Linked DNA regions of Capsicum annuum: region 1 is linked to region 2. Evidence: chromatin contacts called from public Hi-C data. All regions are on one chromosome and are shown on one strand. Each heading gives the region's core, a stretch centred on a gene start, on an enhancer-like site or on the middle of the called end of the contact. The rest is flanking DNA. Distances are from core to core; before and after follow the strand shown.

The links. A called contact is a pair of places that touch in the nucleus more often than the background predicts.
Region 1: a contact with region 2 is called in a Hi-C map of leaf, with 2.4 times the contacts expected there. The contact joins the enhancer-like site here to the promoter of LOC107854296 in region 2. A contact is called at or near these places in 2 of 5 Hi-C or Micro-C datasets (leaf and placenta).

Annotation. Positions count from the first base shown.
Region 1 is chr10:185,576,005-185,578,704 of UCD10Xv1.1, forward strand. It overlaps LOC107854295 (translin), which reads right to left. Exons shown (of 7, transcript XM_016699303.2): 7 at 2,204-2,495. The coding sequence ends at 2,383. Among protein-coding and RNA genes, the nearest start is that of LOC107854295, 9.5 kb to the right of the region's middle. Within about 2 kb of position 1,382, at least 5 of the 5 cell types and tissues checked have an H3K27ac peak or open chromatin away from gene starts, as enhancers often do. A contact at or near this core is called in leaf, where this site is marked.
Region 2 is chr10:185,459,267-185,461,966 of UCD10Xv1.1, forward strand. LOC107854296 (adenosine kinase 2) reads left to right here and starts at 1,346. Exons shown (of 12, transcript XM_016699304.2): 1 at 1,346-1,601; 2 at 2,393-2,446. The coding sequence starts at 1,519.

The DNA.
Region 1 (2,700 bases), core at 132-2,631, 120 kb after region 2:
GCAAAAGCTGCAATATTTGCATTTATCAGAGGCAAAAAACAGTTAATTATTGGATGTACATGTACCTGCAGGCTTCTGTTTTGTTTTCTTTTTAAGGAATGAAAGGTTAAAAACATTCTTGAATTATTGAAACTAATCTCCCGCAGAAATATAGTGTAACCTTGGGTACAATAGGCTTTTGTGGTCTGGTCTTTTCGTGGAGCTCGTGCATAACAACAATTTTAGTATATCAAGCTGCCCTTTAGGTCAATTTTATCCTCGGTTACACACTCGCCATTAGTCAACTAGTTCAAAGGGCCGTTCAACTAGTCAAGTAACTCAATAATACCCTTTCTACTAAATATGCGAAATGGAATAATTATGTCTTCCTATTTTCGATATTTTTTCTTCTTTTTTTTCGAGGGGGGGGGGGGGGGGGGGCGAGCGGAGGGGGGGGGGGAGGGGGAGGGGGAGGAGGCAAGTGTTTGAATATGTGAAAAATATATTAACCACCTAAGAAAATAAAGAGATCACAGTTTAAAAAGAGACTACCTTTTTTGGAAAATGTAATTCCAAGTAAGTTGATTTTAGATTGGGTAGAAAGGATGGGGAGACTTTCCTATTTCATCAAACTTCTAATTATGACTCACCTGTGAGGTTATACTGAATTTCGTTGCTGTAACTTCAATTATGAATTCAGGGTTTTGACATATTCAAAACAATAGTTGGAATTTGTTTAAAATAGGATGTATTACATATCACAAAAGAAAATGACAAAGGGAACTTGATCTCTGATACAAAAGCATTATATAAAGGGAGGACGAATATTGGTCATGTATTAGATAAATAATCAAATAATTAAATATAGCATGGTATCTTTCTTGCTACAGGCATTATATCCTTAGAACATATCACAAGAATGTGATGTCTTAATCAAGGAAACCTTGGCTGTTACATGAAGGAAGTTTCTTCGAAATTCCATGTTTTTGATTGGAACAATTGTTTTCTCCATTATTCCTTGATGTTCTTTTGGAAAAAATTTCCTTGATTTAAAACTTTTTTGTTCTTATTTCCAAAAGGTGACTTCTTTTATGAAGTCGTAGTAGGACCAGTATGGTAAAATGCAGCGGCGGATCCAGGAATTCAAGGTTGTGGGTGCTCAAAAAAATTTATAAATTTATAAAAAATAGTATGTAGCTGTAGGGATTCAAACCTGAAAAATTGGACATGGGAGTCACATCCTCAAGCCACTGCACCCAACCATATGTTTGTTCTCTGGGTGCTTTTTAATAAATTATACCATTTATCTGTGTTTCTTATATAATTATACCCAATCTACGTCGAATTTAGTGGGTGCCGGAGCACCCCAAAATTACACATGGGTCCGCCCCTGGTAAAATGACAATATGTAAAAGTCACATTCTTGTGCACTAAGCTTTCGCTATAAACAGGATTCGGAGAAGGATTTAACCACAAAAATCTATTGTACATAATCTGATCTTGTATTTCTATGAGAGACTATTTTCACAAGTCAAACCCGTGATCTCTCGATCACATGACATATTATTGAACTAAAAACTATTGGTGAAGTCTGAATATTAATTCAACTTTTCTTTGGTCATTACTAATTGACATCCTGTTAGATTAAACTTGAAGAAACTCAACTTTTAACTCCCAATATTAAGTTTGGAACACACTGTATGCAGGTGCATTCAGAGCTGTATGTATATAATACACACAGCTGTGCATATACTACACATCACGCACGCGCGCACACACAAAAGCTATATGCGTTTGTTGGAATGACCTTGGAAATAAATAGTCGTGAACTTTTAACCCGTACTTATCTCATGTGCAGACCTTCAAGATCAAGTAACCAACTTGTCAAACTTACCGTTTTGTCCTAGAATAATATCAAAAGTTCAAGACAACGCACCTACAAGTTGGACTTTGGTGACTTGGATTTGAAACATTGATTAACAAGGGATGTAGAGCACATGAAGTCTGGGACCTACCACCAAAAGACCACGGGGAGAAGATCACAACACTATAATGCAGGGAGGGCTCAGTTCTAGCAATGATTTGATTAGACATGTACACTGCACGTGCATTTTCTGCGTTTTCTTATCTGGCATCCAGCCCACAATTTCTTTCAATACTTAACTATTTTCTTCCACAATATTTTAATAAAAAAACCTTTTTGGAATAAAATTTACAGTAATCATCGGCAAAAGGAATAGCATAGACTTCAACTCTTTCCTGTTTCACTGACAGTATCAACAGAACCTGCATTGTGGCATTACAGGAGAAACTAAAACTGGACAAGAGCCACTACCCATCCTCGAACATACACAAATACAAAAACAAAATCCTATTTTTAATTGACAGTGCACAGAAAGATATTCAAGATTGTCCTTGCGCCTGCTTCGCTCCAGCTGAGTCTCCATTTGCAGCCAAGCCTCTGATTTTTACATCATAAAATACTTCTTCAACTTTCCTCAGGTCATATTTCATTCCTGCACAAAAAAAACAAGTACTTGTTTTGACTTTTAGACTGCAACATCATATAATCATACAAAAATAAGAATCAGAAAATCAACACGAAGCACTAAAATCAGGACCCCATTGGATATACAAGCTATGAAAAACAGCAAATCGGTAAATGCACCCTTCCTAAATATACACCTAGTGTGCATAGAGTTCTAACTTAGGTAACCTTCT
Region 2 (2,700 bases), core at 96-2,595:
AATGTACAAAATTTACCATAATACCACCACACACTGCCTTGCATATCTTTGTACATATGTAGGCCTTCTATCTTCCATTTATTTTTCAATCTTATTTATCTTTTTTATGTATAAAATTGTTTCAAATATATTTAAGTAAATTTATTAGTAGGATGATAATTTATTGTAAAAATTAATTATAATTGATGCAATTAAATAAATTTTATTCTTTATTTAATTTCATATCAAATATATAATTTACTTTCTTTCTTATTTGTTACTACAACTTCACCTAATTTAATTTTTTCCTAATATATTCAATCGTAATTTTACTATATCACCTCTAATTAATTATTATGGTCATCTAAGTATCATGTCACTTAAATTGGAGTAAAAAAAGTTTTACACACTAATTAAAAATTAAATTATTTAAAAAAATATAATTGACTATTAATGACATAAAACTTTAGACAAGGAAAATAGCATATATTTTTAAAAAATTACATAAAAAATATTATAAATTACAACAATTAAAAACTTAAAATATCTAAAAATAATTTGATATATTATATATTTTTAAAAAATACTATAAATCACAATAATTAATAACTTAAAAATTTAAACGATATAAATATTTGATTGACTCTCGATCCCGGATGAATCTTAGGATATATATGCAATCCATCTTTTTTTAAAATTTTTGTTTAAATATATCAAAATTGAAAATGCAAGTTCTAATATAGTACATCAAACAGTATATAAGAAATAATGTAAGCATAAATAATACCAATATTATTAATACAAATATTATTAATGCAAATATTATTAATACATTCTATCAACATTATTTTTATACACTCTAACAAACGACTTCACATTTGAAAGGAAGGAGAATATACAAAAACAAAGTTCAATAAAATATCTACATAAGTATGTTTTATTCTGTTCTTAAAGTCAAATAATTTAAATTAATATGAAAGATAGTTCTATATAATTTTTGAAACACTTAAAATTTAAATTTAAAATATTAATTTAGTGAATACAGTGCGGATTATTAACTGCAAGTGATGTAATATGTAATGACTAGATAACCCTTTATTTTTTTCAACAATTATTCTCTATTTTATACAACATATTTTCTACTTAATGTAGCAAATCTTAATCATATAATAAAATATATAGACTTCTATATACATCGAATTTTATTATTTATATGAGTAAGTTATACATAACTATCTTGTAAGACTTGACTCCTTGAAAAATATTACTAAGCAGTTAATATATTTTATCTATTCATAATTCAAACTAATATCAATTTAACTTACTATATATAATAAAAATATCTTAACGTTAGGTCCGTGCTGACACGTTCATACTCCTCTAGTTATAATACATTCACTGGTTAATTAATTAAAGTTAAACAATAAGAGAAGGTGTCACCATCACTTACCCACCATTCACCAACACCAACGGTGTTTCTATATAGCTTCAAGATCTGCAACAAACTCCATAACTAATAAAAAAAATAAAACATCAAAAATGGAGTATGAGGGAATTCTTTTGGGTATGGGTAATCCATTGCTCGATATCTCTGCTGTTGTCGATCAAGATTTCCTAAACAAGTAAGTTATCATATTTTTTATTATAATCACAGTGTCCGGATCAGCTTGCACACATTTCCATTAATTCCATCACATTTTTTTCCGCACATTTTTAGCTAATTAAAAACGTTTAATTTTGTGTTTTATTAGTTTGATTTCACAGATCATGATCCTAGATATTTATTTATATACTTTACACTTATTGTTATATTTCGATTTTCAATCTTCGTATTCCTGATATGCTTTCTCCGTTCCAAAATAAGTGGTGTTTTAATCGTTTTATTTTGTTTCAAAGTGGTACTTTAGATAATTAAAAAGATATTAATGATGTTCTTCCAATTTTTCTTTTTAAATACTCCTCTCAAATTACCATCCCAAATTGAGATGGCACATTGAGTAAGAAAAATAATTAATCACTTGGTTAGTTTATCATAGTGCTCCTATGATATTTACATTATTAATCACTTGGTTAGTTTATCATAGTGCTCCTATGATATTTACATTTTAATTTGAAGAAAAAATAATTAATGCAAAGGATAAAATATGAGAAAACAAATTATCTCTTCTTGATTAATGAAAAAAGACAAGTAAAATAGCAAATCAAATTAGGAAATTTGGGACGGTGGGAGTAAAGAGAATTTTACATAACCGAGAAATTATATTAATGAGGGAGTATTGTCCATTGTTTAGTTTTCAGTTTTCGAGTGAAGTTGTATAATAGTTCGTATAATCATTACTTTTACCTGGATTTGGATACAAAATCATAGTCTTATTTGAATGATATGTTTTTCTTTTTTTCTTTTATACCTTAGGTACGATATCAAGCCGAACAATGCTATTCTCGCTGAGGACAAGCACTTGCCAATGTAAGTTTACAGTATTTCTTTTTATCTTAACTCGTTGTATCTATCCACATTTCATAGCTTAGGATAGGACCCTGTATTTTGTGTTTGTGTAGAGGGTTAAGGGGTAAGAGTGCGTCGGTAACAGTAGGGGAGCGTTCTTTTGTTTGTGTCTGGAGTTTCTTGTTCGGTGGTGTTTGAGTGATGTGTATGATTTCGGATAGATAATTTTTAGTATTATCTTGTGGCTGTAGTGTTTTCTGTATCAGCTAGGGGTG